2 separate regions of the Ovis aries genome follow, and region 2 is linked to region 1. The links are chromatin contacts, called in public Hi-C maps. All regions are on one chromosome and are shown on one strand. Each heading gives the region's core, a stretch centred on a gene start, on an enhancer-like site or on the middle of the called end of the contact. The rest is flanking DNA. Distances are from core to core; before and after follow the strand shown.

Region 1 (7,474 bases), core at 1,773-4,272:
AAAGATGAATAATGCTTAGCAGCCTTCTTTCATCTTGTTTGGGCTTTAACCTCTCCATTTTGGACTGTAAGGCTGGTTTTGTCACTCAGGATATTCTAGTTCCCAGGGGCCACTGAGTTTCATGGCAGTCCCTTCGTTGGCCTGCACGGTGGGTGTATGGAGACCACTTCTGTATTTCCGAGAGGGACAGGAGCCAGGGGCTCTGGGATCTCTTCTGGGCCTTGCTGCTTGCAGCCTTCACTTTTGGTCCCAATCAATTGGACCTAATGAGTAGGTATTTCAATAGGACGAAAACTTCCTCCTCTCATAACAACGTGGAGGTATGAGAAACAACGAGTTGGAGGTGAAAGGCTTTGAAAAGTTAAAACAGTGGAATCTGGGTCTGTTTTCTGATTATTAAGGCATTGGTTCTGTGATGCCCGGGGTGGGGGTTGCATAGAAGAGACCTTAGGAAGCACTGCTTTATTAAGCTTCAAGCCACCAGACATCTCTTTTGTACTCGTCTGCATCAGTCTCTCTCCCTCTCTCAAGGATGTGCTTCTTGTTCTTTGATGATCTTGAAAGTGATCAAAGGGGAAAGCATTACATAGTGAAATTGGCTGATGCAAAGAGCCGACTCATTGGAAAAGACCCTGATGCTGGGAAAGATTGAGGGAAGGAGGAAAAGGGGATGCCAGGATGAGAGGTTGAATGGCATCACTGACTCAATGAACACAAGTCTGAGCAAACTCCAGGAGATAGTGAAGGACAGGGAAGGCGCATGCTGCAGTCCATGGGGTCGCAAAGAGTGACCAACAGGTGGTTCAGAGAGAGACCTGACTCTGGGTTGACTTCTTAGGCACAGATTTTCCACTCTAAACCATCTGTAACTCTCAAGCCCGTGGCCATCCATGGAAACATGCTTAATAGAACTGTCATCACCCTTAAGTCCAGCTTCCTACAAGTGGTTTTGCACACATTATACATGGATGACACCTGATATTCTATGATGACTTAATGCTAGGGTGCCTTCTGCCTCTGTGTTGAATCCGCAGCACCTCAGATTCTTCTGCTCCTGTTTTATTTGTTTACTGTTACTTTATTTACTTATTGGCTGCGCTGGGTCTTTGTTGCTGCTGGGCTGCTCTTTTGTTTGTTTTTGCGATGCACAGGCTTCTCATTGCGGTGGCTTCTCTTGTTGCAGAGCATGGCCTCTAAGCTCATGGCTACAGTAACTGCAGCATGCAGGTTCGGTAGTTATGGTGCTGAGCTTGGTTGCTTCTCGGCAAGTGGAGTATTCCCAGACCAGGGATCGAACCCATGTCCTCTGCATTGGCAGGCAGATTTTTATACATTGTACCACCAAGGAAGTCCTATTTATTCTGTTTACTTGAACTAGATTCAAATTCTGACTCTACCACTTGTTAACTACCTGATTAAGTCATTTCATACTTCTGGGCTGCACTTTCTTCAACGCAGAAATAATAGTTGCATCCCTAGAGGGTGGTTATGAGAGTTAGATGATCCTGTGACTCACAGGCAGGGCAGGTGCTCACAGTCAGTAGCTGGTCCGAGAGTCATCCATGGGGCTTCCCAGGTGGCGCTAGTGGTAAAGAACCTGCCTACTAATGCAGGAGATGTAAGAGATGTGGGTTTAGTCCCTGGGTTGGGAAGATCCCCTGGGGCAGGAAATGGCAGCCTGCTCCAGTATTCTTGCCTGGAAGAGTCCATGGACAGAGGAGCCTGAGAGGGCTACAGTCCATGGGGTCACAAAGAGTCAGACACAATTGAGCACACCAACTACTTAGAGTCATTGATAAAATGATACCCTTATGGGAGAGCTTCTCTGGTAGCTCAGTTGATAAAGAATCCTCCTGCAATGCAGGAGACCCCAGTTTGATTCCTGGCTCGGGAAGATCCGATAGAGAAGGGATAGGCTACCCACTCCAGTGTTCTTGGGTTTCCTTGGTGGCTCAGCTGATAAAGAATCTGTCTGCAACTCTTTGGGGCTCTGCCTGCAATCCCCTGGGTTGGGAAGATCCCCCGGAGAAGGGAATGGCTACCCACTCCAGTATTCTGACCTGGAGAATTCCATGGACTGTATAGTCCATGGGGTCACAAAGAGTTGGACATGACTAAGTGACTTTCACTCACTTAATGGGAGAGCAATTCCCAGAGAATGGAAAATGTAGCAACCATGTCCTTGAAGGTTGAGCCCTTGGGATAGAAAGGTTAGATTTTAGCCATATCCTCTCGTCTCCTTTGTTTAATTATAATCGCTGGATGCGTAGTAGGAGGGCAACTGACAGGTCAAGTACATATGGTGTGGAACCTGCTGCTCAGAAGGACTAGGCGGTTCATAAGCAGTGGGAAAGGGAAGGTGGACGAGGGCACTGGCAGGGTGGGAGAGAAGGGCTGATTCCACCCCTCCAGGCCTGGACCGGCCACGGCGCTCCCACCCCTGTTTTGCTGCCTCTCCTCTGGGCCGGGGTGTTTCTTTAGGGCTGAGCCTCAGCCACACTGTTTGTGTTTTGAGGAAGTTAAAGACCTACCCTAACTGAACTCGCCCTGGACACACCCTTTGCATCCCCAGTTCCTATAGTAAAATCTGAGATGGTCTGTGTGTAGTAAAATGTAGTAAATGTGATGTAGTAAAATCTGAGTAGGACTGAGGCCTCTAATCTGAGAAAGAGCAGTGCCTGAACCCCCAAAGGCTGCACCCGTGTTCTCCAGCCCCTCTCATCCTGCTCTGGGATTAAAGGGGTCTCCTGGTCAGGTCTTCTCCTTGAGGCCCCGGACCCAGCCTCCAAGGGACAAGGCTGATTGCTCCGCTGGAGTCCAGCCCTCTCTGGATTCCAGTCTGTTTCTCTTGCACTTCATCAGCTTAACGTTGACAAGTTACCTAACCTCTTCTGCCCCATTGGCTCATCATAACGGGAAGACTTTGCTCACGAAATTAAATGAATTAACGAAAGTGAACCTGTTGCTTGGTGTACAGTCGGCCATCAGCTGCTCTTAACCTCTCCTGGACTTGATTCATGTCTGGGCCTCTGGGTGACAGCTGGCCAGCCTGGTCAGCTGGATAGCTGACCTAGAACTTGAAGAGCACTTTAAGCTGCTGCAAGCTGCAGCTGCAGGGGGGCCCCTGAAGCATGTAGGGGTGGGGGAACATGGTGCCTGCAACAGTCCCCATTTGCCAGCCGAATCTTGCCTGTCCCTTGGAACAGGGCTCCTCGCCACCCTCCCTCCCCAGCCCCAGCTCCCTGCCGCCAACCACAATTCGGTGTTGACATTTTTTGCCCAGAAATACCCCCATGTGAACGAGACAGCTTCTGAACATGTTTCTTCTTCGGTTTGAAGATCTTTATCTCTTGACGTCACAGGTCTCATTTCCTCTGCTTTGTGGAAGCTGATCAGCGCCTGCTTCTGCCGGAGGGGAACTAGGACCCTGTGTAAGAACCCGGGGGATGGGGGGCGGTGTTTCCCTGGAACAAAAGCCCTCTTCAGGCGGGCACCGGGGGGGACTTGCACCTCCCTGCAGGGGGAAGGCCTCTTCCCTGCCACACCAGACGAGGTCAGTGCTCCCTTCCCCAGGCAGGTGTTGGTATGTGTATTAGTTCTCCCTTTAGATCTTTAAGGTTTTTCTTGCCTCCAGAGATGCTCCCATATCTAATAAAGTACAGAGGGCATTGGAGTCCTGGAGACCAGACTCTGCTTTCTTTCATTAATAGCAATATATATTAAGTTGTGGGCTTCCCTGATGACTCACGTGGTAAAGAGTCTGCATGCAACGCAGGAGACTCAGCTTTGATCCCTGGGTGGGGAAGATCCCCTGGAGGAGGAAATGGCAGCCCACTCCAGTATTCTTGCCTGGAGAATTTCATGGACAGCGGAGCCTGGAGAGATACAGTCCATGGGGTTGCAAAAGAGTCGGACACGACTGAGCTTGTACTCCCACGCATCCACTGAGTTGTAGGTTTGTTGAATTTTAGGAAAATTGCCATTCTGCTTTAAAGGCGATGGAGCTCCTGGAATTCTCTTGTTCGTGTTGACCCCTTGGATGTAATCAGGCACTGTCCATCCTTTGGGAAAGCTCCTCCCTCTTCACTCTTCTCGGGTCATGTCAGGAGCACTCATACTTGGATCTGTTACAGCGTATTTCCTGTTCTCCTCTTACTATCCGTGAGCATCTCCAGACTGTCCTCATCTCCTCCTAGCCTGGGACCTCATTGAGGTCGGAGGCTGTCTCCTGTGCACTGCTCCTGGAGCCTGGTGGGCATTGAGTGAATGAGAATTCCTTTTATGGACCAGGAGCAAGCTCAGATTGGGTTCTCATGTCAGAGCGAGAGAGGCAGGGAGTGTATTCATTTAATGATCATCTCAGTCATTGCCCAGATGGGAGCCCAGAAAGACTGAGACTTATGAATCTCCCTTGTAGACACCTTTTTTAAAAACTTTGTTTTTTACTGAACTACAGTTGAATTATAATGTGGTATCATTGTAGACGGGCTTCCCTGGTAGCTCAGACAGTAAAGAATATGCCTGCATTGTGGGAGACCCGGGTTCCATTCCTGGGTTGGAAGCTCCCCTGGAGAAGGGAATGGCTACCCATTCCACTATTCTTGCCTGGAGAATCCCATGGACAGAGGAGCCTGACGAGCTACCCCGGACTGGACCATGCCTGCAGCCTATGGGCACAAAGAGTCGGACACGACTGAGCGACTAACACTTTTTCTTTCATCATCATAGACACCTTTTAAAGAGAACTGTTTTCAAAGGTCCCTGTCAAGTAACAGATAAACCCATCATTCCCATTCTGATTTAATGATTTATGCAAAAGTGACATTTACTTAAGACACCATTATTTATGTCATGGTGGGTGTCTTTTTATTTATGAAGGGCTTCAGGTCATGATTAGAGGGGAGGGCTTAGAGATAGACTAAATAGTAGTCTATAGTAGGTATTCTTCAGCAGGGCTTCTGGCTAGGGTATTGGGGCTTACTAAATTAGCTGACAGTCTAGACTGGGAACCACAGGCAAGTGGAGCAGAGAGCACAGTGGTGAGATTTTTTCGATTCCTCCATTTGGCCTTTTGCCCTTGGCCCGCCTTCGCTGACATGGGTTGGGGATAATGAACATAGAGTGTCCAGCACAGATATACTTCAGGGACTTGGGATACCTGTCATTACTGCTCTGCATAATCCTCTGCAGCTTGGAGCCTCATATTCCAACAACCTGGAGATTTGTTTATTTGTTCAACAAATATTTATGGAGTACAAAGGATTATATGTGCCTAGCACTAGTCTAGGTGCTGGAGATACTGAAATACTGGATGAAACAGAAGCCCTGCTCTCACGGGACTTACATTTCAGTGAAATAATATCTAGGATCCAGCATGTACCAGGCCCTGTTCTAACCAAAACACATAAATGAATGAATTTTATCCAAATTAATTACTATAATTATTTATTTACTTTTTTTATTGGAAGATAACTGCTTTACAATGCCATGGTGGTGTCTGCCATACATCAACTCAAATGAGTCATAATGTTATATATATATATATATATATATATATATATATATATCCCCACTCCCTGCAGAGCCTCCCTCCCTCTAGAGGAAGGAGAGGGTAGAACAAATTGAGAGAGTAACATTGACATAATATACACTATCCTTGTAAAATAGATAACTAGCAGGAAGCTGCTGTATATCACAGGAAGCCCATTCTGGTCCTCCGTGATGACCTAGAAGGGTAGAATTACTGTATTTAAATCAAGTTATTTGATTTAAACCAAGCTATTTGATTTGAGGTCCTGCTATGTTTATCACCATTATACAGATGAGGAAATTGTGGCCTGGGGTTGTACAGCCAATCAGTGCAAATCTGGGGGTGGTACCCAGAGAGAGAGACCTGGCTCCCAAGCTTAAGTTCTCAAATGCCACGTTAGCTACAGAAGCTAAATGCCAGGTATAGTGCCACCCTTGGACTGGACCCATAGAAGGAATTTTCTTATGCAATTAGGCAACTAGTGAACCCACAGGGACTTGGCTGACTGGAGTCTAAGTGAAGCTCAGTCCTCGGTTTTCTCGGAGCGGTCTTGGCAGAGGTAGGCTCGGCCACCAGTTAAGCAAACCTCACAGGCAGTCCTTGTACATCCTGCTCTTCCACTTTATGGAGTGGGTTTAGGTTCCTCTGCAGGACTCTAAGCTGGGGTCCATTTATCTTTTCATCCCTCATACCTAACCCAGGACTTAGCATTATACATACTTAGTGAATGCGTGACAGTTGACCCAGTGGGGATATGACTAGCCCCATATATCCTGGAGTCATAAATATTATAAGAAAACCCCCCTAAATATACTGATGGTAGAAGAGAGTGGATGGAAACACATTTCAAGCATCCCTTAGCCAGTGCTCTTGGGAATTTCTCTAAACCATGGACGAATCCAGTCTCTCTGAAATTTCTCTGGATTCTAGATATTGCAGTTGTTAAGCAGAGTCATGCCTAGATGCCCTGAGTGCGAGACAACATGTTGGAGCTGAGGGCGTTGGACACATGGGGATCACACTGTCTTGCAAACGTGAATTAAGCACCTGTCATGGCACTGCTTGCGGTGCTCAGTATTGGGGATGCGAGACTTAATAGCAGAGAGTCCTCACCTAGTGGACGATAGTGCAGTGGTTATTTTTAACACCACATCTGAGAGGAAGGGTGTGTATTAGAGAGCTATCTGGGAGCAGGAAGAGGATATTCCAACAATGGAGTGGGCTGTAGAGAAGGACTGTGTCAGGGAGGAGCTGGGCTTCTCAGGGTAATTCTGAGAGATGCAGGAGGGAAGGGGAAGGGTCCAGAAAGTGTCAGCAATGGGTAAGGAGGGACTGCTTGGGAGGGTATTGTGAGGTGGGGCTGGAGATGAAGGTGGAGAGAGGTCTAGGGCTTGGCCTCACGTCTGGGACCTTGAGGACTTCCCAGGTGGCACAGTGGTAGAGAATCCTCCGGCCAATGCAGGAGACTTGGGTCAGGAAGATCCCCTGGAGAAGGAAAAGGCAACCCACTTTTGCTGGAGAGTTCCATGGACAGAGGAGCCTGGTGGGCTACAGTTCATGGGTTCGAAGAGAGTTGGATATGAGCAAACACAGACAGGCTGGGACCTTGAACTTGATCTGAAACTCAGCAGGAGCCATTTAAAGTTTTGTCTAGACAGGGCAGGGACTGGTCAGGTTGTGATTCTGGACGTGCATGTGAAAGACAGACTGGGGACAGACATGGACTTCAGGATGCTGAAGGTGAATCACGACCCAGGCCATGGGACTGAGAGGGAGGGCTAAGAGGGGATTTAAATCCAGCCCTCTTACCTTTACAGACAAAGAAATCAGGAAGGGAAGGCCCTTCCCCAAAGTTCTATAAGGTGTAAGAGACACAACCAAGAACAGAACTCAGACTTCTGACTCCCTGAATTTTTCAGTCTCTGCCTAGACCACGTGGGGAAG
Region 2 (7,474 bases), core at 1,938-4,437, 260 kb after region 1:
GCATGGCTGAGTGAAAAAGAACTGATTTTTCTTTTTTTTTTAGAATGAGTGAAAAAGAACCGAGTGCAAACTTAAGCTCTGCTAGTAATGGTCTGTTGGAATTTTGATTAATTTCCAAATCGGTTCACACAAATATTGTGTCTCTCACTACCCTAAGGATAAGTGGGAGAGCGAACCTGACAATAAATTTTGAATCATGGGGTTACAAAGTGCCAGAGCTCGAGGAAATATTGTTGTGGTAACCTGATGTCATAGGATTCCTTAAAATCATTGCAAATATTTCTGTACAGGAGGGTAACCTATAAACTGAAAAAAAACTACATAAATAAAATAGATAATCTTTTAAGTGGTAATCTATTTTCTGTGTCACCCTATACAAGGAATCCTCTTCATGTGATCAGAATTCTCTTTTATTTCTCTGACCCTTGACAAAGGAACAGACTCTGTATCACGGAGAGTCCTCTAAAATCAGAGTGTTCCTAGGATATTTAAAGTGGAAAGAGCTAGTACCCCAAGGAGAGCAATGAGCTTTTATGGGAAATGACATTTAGAGTATGAGATCTGATCCTACATAATACAATTTTCTCTTTGAATAGTGACCAATAAAACTCAATTCCATTGTGATAATATTTTTATTTGCAGTCTATTTTAGGGTTGTCATTAATCATGTGTCCAGACAGTAACAAGACTCCTAGAAAAGTGAAGATTTAAATATGTGAATATGGCCTCCTGAAAATTACCAAGGCAGTAAAATTTTACAAAATATCTATATCGCTTAAAGTGAATAGTATTTGTAGTGCCTGGATTTTAAAAAATAAGCTTTGCACTTATAAATGTATTTACTGAAGCACAAGGTAAGTGCAATTTGCCCTTTCTTGGACATAATTTTCTTTTTTTCCAATCTCCTCCCATTTTTCTTCTCAACTTAATGGTGATCACCTTGAGGCTATATGAAATGATAATTGGGAAAGCCGTGACATTCATGAAAGACTCTAAATTTGAGCTGTTTAGTTCAACTGAGACTACATACTGGGTTTTAGTCGCTAAAATCATTAAAAATCTCTTTCAATTGTAAGTGTTACTATTTGAGATCTGATAGCAGCTTGCTTTTCTACTACTGTAGAACCCTGTATCTTTGGATTTTCTCAATTTTTATAGACATCTATTTGAAAATCAGTCCTGTTCTTGCCTGAACCCCCCCTTTTTTTGTAATACTGTGCTAAGTAAAATCAATATAATCTGACATGCAAATATTCTAACTTTTTCCAACTATTTCTTCTAGAGCTACAAAAATCAAGTTGATTGAGGGCAACCATTTACTAATTATTCTATCATAGTAAGACCAAGTCCTTCATTATTCTGGCCTAATTTATCTTTACCTGCCACCCTCAAATCAACCGCTAAACCAACACCAAGGTATTGGCTTCTATAATAGTTGTGAGGTAGCATGTGCTTTTGAAACAAATAAATCTTCACACCTTAGCAGCTTAACATTATAGGTATTTATTTTTAAGTTATACGAAGTCTAAATGGTGTTCTGTGCTGGCTTTCTAGAGATAATATAGGACCCACTGCAGCGTGTCTATTTAATTTTCCCACTATAACCTAGGATAATGGAGTCCCACGCACCAGGGGACGAGGAAGAAGGAATGAGAAACCATTTGTCAGAAGCTATTATAATACAGGCCGAGAAATAGTATATGTCATGTTCATCTACATTTTCATTGGCTGGAGATAAGTCACACATAGTCATATGAGCTATAATGAAGGCTGGGAAATGTTATCTAGCAGTGGGTTCAGGGATAAGAGGAAATACATCTGTGAATATCTAGGCAGCCTCTATCACATTTACAGAAAAATAAATAGCTAACATGCTAGTCTATTAAAGGAAGAAATAGAACTTTACAGTAAACTCATTAATCTGACACAGCTCATTTTTTATGTGTCTGTCTAAACTCTCCTCTTAGAATCTGCTGGAATGAATCTAGCTGGGGCCTGGCCTGAGCATGGTGGTGGGGAAACTCATGACAAGTTTAAAGAGAGTGGGACCAAGGATGTTTGAATGCTGGTTTCAAAGACCAAGGACAAATGGACATCATGCTGGTCTTTATCAGGGCATTGATCAAAAATGGATGGGAAGAGACATGAAAGTCAGCTTAGAGACTTCCCTGGTGGCTCAGCGGTAAAGAATCCACCTGCCAATGCAGGAGACGCAGGATCAGTCCCTGGACCAGGAAGACTTCTCATGCTGCAGAGAAACTAAGTCCATGGGTCACAACTATTGAGCTTGTGCTCTAGAGCCTGGGAGCCACAGCTGCGGAGCTCATGTGCTGCAAATGCTAAAGCCTGTGTGCCTAGAACCGGTGCTCAGCAACAAGAGAAGCCATGGCAATAAGTCCGTAAACCCGCTCGCCACAACTAGACAAAAGCCCACATAGCATAGCTTAAAACAAATAGATTAATGATTTAAAAAAATAAAACAACTTTAAAAGTCAAAACTCAGGGCCAGGCACTCTGAGAAGAATTGGCTCAGATGCTAAAGAATCCACCTGCAATGCAGGAGACCCAATTTCAATCCCTGGGTGGGGAATATCCCCTGGAGAAGGGAATGGCAACCCACTCCAATATTCTTGCCTGGAAAATTCCATGGAGAGAGGAGCCTGGTGGGCCACAATCCATGGGGTTGAAAGGAGCTGGACACAGCTGAGTGACTAACACAAATGAGCGACTAACATGTAAGGATGCTAAAGATCAAAATATATGGACTAGGGATGGAAGAGCAGAGGAGGCAAACATGTCTGAGTTGCTTTCACAAAGTCCAAGGCCACTTTCCTAAGGATTCTTAACTCCTGTTAGAAGTGGGGAATGAGCTTTTCAGAGCTCAGAGTGCATCAGGATAGCACTGGCTGAGAGTGACAGAGCTTTGTTTTCTTCTTTGTAAACATGTAATAAATCCTCAAAACCTAAATGGGGAATATGTTCACAAGTATGTTCATCGCCTTCACTGTCACATTTTTCCTGGCTTTGCAGAGGTTAAAGGGATTATGGCATGGCAGCTTCCAAGCCTGGAAAAAAGAGGTAATCAAATTGGCTCACATCCCAGGGAAACTGTGAGGTCTTACTGAGCTTAAGTGCCAGCGGAAAGAAGCGTTTTGAAATGCAAACTGGGAGGGAAAAGTCCAGAAATTCTGTGACCAGGAACTGTCTCTGAGAAGCGACTTTAATCATAGGGTTTCCGCCCAACTCAGAAAGGTTACTCCCCTGGTTTCCTCCTCCAAGTTGTATAGAAAATAGGACATTGAGCCTCACATTGTATTTTTACCCTGACCTTGCCAGTCATCCTGACAAGATTTAAGAAACGCAGGAGGAGCGGTCACTGCCTGGCCATGGGCTGTGGAACAGCATAAAGAGGAAAGAAGGCTGCAGTGGGGATCCAAGGACCTAACTGGAGTCCAGGCCAACCAGCTTTAGCTCTTCCATCTCTAAAATGTTTACAGGGCATTCCTCAAGAGCAAGGACAGTATCAACTTTCCTATGTGTCCTCAGGCACAGTGCAAGTACTCAGTAAATAATTATTGAGATCATAAACAAGGAAACAAACAAATGATGTTCCAGATCATGGATGTGTTGGTGTTTGGATTACAATAAGATTATTCATAAGACTTTTAATAAAGTTATCATACACATTTTCTACAAGTTAGTATTCCATTAAACTTCATCCTTATAAAGGCAGGTTCCATGGGGGATAGAGGTTTAATCAATTGTCTATCCCTATCTATGTCTTCTCTTTCTACAGAATTCCTTAAACCAAAGCAACGAGCTCTGGCTGGATGGCAGGCAGGCACAGGGCTGTGCACTCTGAGAAGACTTGGCTCAGATGATAAAGAATCCACCTGCAATGCAGGAGACCCAGTTTCAGTCCCTGGGTTGGGAAGATTCCCCTGGAGAAGGGAATGGCTATCCACTCCAGTATTCTTCCCTGGAAAATCCCAAGGAGAGAGGAGGCTGGTGGGCTACAGTTACAGTCTATGGGGTCGCAAGAAGTCGGACATGACTGAGTGACTAACACTTTCACTTTCAGCTGGAGAGTAAACCAGCACCCTCTTGTCTGTGAGAAGCCCTTCTGTCCTCTTTGGAGGGCTGTGCAGCTCTGTGTCAGGCACTCAGTAAGAAGGGAAAAGGTCTGATAGGGTCCTCCTGTCGTTGTCATCATTCTGTGTCAGGTTCCCACCTATATCCCCCTTGACTTGGGGACCTCAGCGTGGGGCTCGGTAACAACCTAGAGGGGTGGGATGGGGAGAGAGGTGCAGGGATGTTCAAGTGGGAGGTGACATGGGTAAGCCTATGGCTGATCTGTATTGATGTTTGGTAGAAACCAGCACAATACTGTAAAGAAATTATCCTTCAATTAATATTAATAAAATCAAATAAATACAGCATAAGCTTAATTCAATAATTGGTGAGATAGCCATGTCTGTGTACTCATCAATAAAAGCATAAGTTCAATAGTAAGACAATGTCTATAACAGATAGGCCGAGTGCTTAGACGTAGGGGGAGTTCAAGGCCTCGAGTTGGCAGAAAATGCTTCCTGGGTCTATAGCCATAACACCCTGAACACGCCCGATCTCATCTGATCTCGGAAGCTAAACAGGGTTGGGCCTGGTTAGTACTTGGATGGGAGAAAAGCTTCTTGGATGCAGAGGTACTTGACATGCATCTTGAAAGCTGCTTTGTATTAAGGAAGAATGAGACTTGAAAACACTTCTGGAGTAAGGTCCTTGGGCAAGGAAAACCACAGAAATTCATGTATGATACATTCAGGATGAGCTTGGTGGCTGGGGGTGATTATGCAGGGAGAAGTGGAGATGAGAAAAGGCAGGTCAAGTGGGATTAGAAAGTGGTATTGCTTTTTTGCTGGTGATAGGAAGGCAGTGATTGAAGGCTTTTAAGGAGAGGAATGACATGACCAGACTAGGGTTTTAAAAAACATTATTCTGGTAACAGTGTTTGGAAAATGATTACACAGGCAAAGAGTAGAAATGGGAAATGAACATGGTTGGAGTGTGTTACCCACCTAAGCTCTGGAATGCATTCTTGGACCAAGACATCCCTGGGGTCAAAACGGTCAGGTCAAGGCACGTGGTCAAAACATCCTGGTCCTATTATACAACAGTTGCTTGGGAATCCAAACGATGAGTCAGTCGTTACTGGAAGGAGTCTCAGTGGTGATGTTTAGGAAAATTCTCTGCACACAATCTGTTTAAGGAGTGAAAAGGGCAAAACACTTGGAATAATGATGGCTGTGAATTTGTCCAAAAAAGCGATCAGATAAAATTGGGTCTGGGTAAAAGTTCTTCTAAGTCTTGAATGAACTACTTGATTCAAATGATTGTTTGTCAGACTAATCCCATCTACTCTTGACATACAGACAGGTGTATTAAGTGATGCCTGGAATATATGCATTTCTCCATAATCCTTTGGTGGGTTTACAAACACAGTTTGTGACAGCCTCTTCTTTTTCTACTTTTCATACATGGTTTTGGCTCCAGGTATCTTGTGAATGATTAGAGTGGGTCAAGTGAAGGGTATATTGCTGCAATCTGTTAAAGAAAAGCAAATCCCAGTGCCAAGAGCAGAGGAAAATTCTCCTGGGGAGTGAGCCAATGTCACTGTCTTTGCTTGGAGAAATGTGGCCAATAATTATATCCGAGCTGTGAAATAGAACGTTTTTGCCTCCTCCAGCTGGCAGAGGGATTTGGACCACATCTGTTAAATATTTATCAGTAGCGGATACTAGTTTATCTTAGTTTTACATTCATGCTCTGATCATCAGAATTTTTATCTCATTAATCTAGAAAATTGCTGGTGGAACCTGATTTCTCTTATGGAAACTGGTGTGCTTTGTAGATCAGCGGTAGGTAAAGAGTGAATGACCTTTGAGCAGATGAAATTGTACACATAGTGTGAAGATTTTCCCTCAGTTGTTATATAAACATTTATTTATTTTCTTTAGCAGCTCAAATCTGAATTGAACATTTGTAATCTTAGTTAACTTCCAACATATTGAGAAGGTGACTTAAAGGTAAAATTTTTCATAGAATAATTTATGCTTCATGACATAGGGCTATGGTATTTGTATCTCTTTAGAGTTGCTATTTTGATGAGGGAAATTTGGCTCTCTGAGCCAGTCTCAGAGAGTTTAACATTATGCCTTAATTCTCTCATCTTCTTCTTTTAACATTAACTGTAACTGGTATGACTCTAAACTTTATCATTTGAAACTACTACATTTAGTGAACTAGATATTCTTCAAAAAATCAACTATTTAATTTCTGGCAAGAATGTAACATGCATAACAGGTCAATGCATGTTGCATCCTGCATCAGACATAGACTGGCGAGTCAATTCACATGATAGTATACATGTTAGAATGTCATTCTCCCAAATCATCCCACCTCTCCCTCTCCCTCTGAGTCCAAAAGTCCGTTATACACATCTGTGTACTTTTCTTTCTGGCTTACTTCACTCTGTAAACCAGTTTCATCCATCTCAACAGAACTGATTCAAATGAATTCTTTTAACGGCTGAGTAATACTCCATTGTGTATATACGGTCATCATAAAAGAGAACATGATTCATTGCAAATAGAACTACCAATCTATCCATTTAAATGGTTCAGCTCATTAACTTTTCTTTCCGCAAACCTTTTTCCCAAATGGAAGAATTATCCTCCATGGATAGGTTGAGACAAGATGGCAAAGGAGAGACCGTTGCATCATAAAGTGATGTTCATGCTGCATATCTGTAAATGCAGCCATTCATCCCTTCTAGCCTTCCGGTTCCCCCTGATGCAAAACTGGGCTTCCCAGGTATCACAGTGGTAAAGAAGCAAGGCAGAAGTTCAGTTCAGTTCAGTCACTCAGCTGTGTCCGACTCTTTGTGTCCCCATGAATGGCAGCATGCCAGGCCTCCCTGTCCATCACCAGCTCCCAGAGTTCACCCAAACTCATGTGCATCGAGTCGGTGATGCCATCCAGCCATCTCATCCTCGGTCATTCCCTTCTCCTCCTGCCCCAATCCCTCCCAGCATCAGGATCTTTTCCAATGAGTCAACTCTTTGCATGAGGTGGCCAAAGTATTCAGTCTCAAGGGATGTAAAATTGGGACAATCACATCTGCCCTGGAGATTACACCATGGCGTTAGGAAGAAAAAAAAATGGTGACAATGGTGCTGATCCTGACAACTACAATAATATACGATGGGCACTTATTCCATTATAGGACTACACTATAAGCTCTGCAAACATTCATCATTTAAAGCTCATAGATGGGGAACACGTGTATACCTGTGGCAGATTCATGTTGTTGTATGGCAAAACCAATACAACATTGTAAAGTAATTAACCTCCAATTAAAATAAATAAGTTTATATTTAAAAAAACAAAAAAATTTAAAAAAGGAAAAAAAATAAGT

What was found. Hi-C and Micro-C count contacts between places; a contact is called where the count stands out from the background.
Region 2: a Hi-C map of liver shows a contact between it and region 1, with 2.3 times the contacts expected there. The contact joins two enhancer-like sites. A contact is called at or near these places in 4 of 16 Hi-C or Micro-C datasets (liver, omental adipose tissue and tail adipose tissue).

What each region holds. Positions count from the first base shown.
Region 1 is chr3:21,563,254-21,570,727 of ARS-UI_Ramb_v3.0, forward strand. All of the region lies in intron 2 of TRIB2 (tribbles pseudokinase 2), which reads left to right. Among named protein-coding and RNA genes, the nearest start is that of TRIB2, 14 kb to the left of the region's middle. Within about 2 kb of position 3,023, at least 7 of the 54 cell types and tissues checked have an H3K27ac peak or open chromatin away from gene starts, as enhancers often do. A contact at or near this core is called in liver, where this site is marked.
Region 2 is chr3:21,820,819-21,828,292 of ARS-UI_Ramb_v3.0, forward strand. No RefSeq gene overlaps it. Among named protein-coding and RNA genes, the nearest start is that of TRNAS-GGA, 250 kb to the right of the region's middle. Within about 2 kb of position 3,188, at least 4 of the 54 cell types and tissues checked have an H3K27ac peak or open chromatin away from gene starts, as enhancers often do. A contact at or near this core is called in liver, where this site is marked.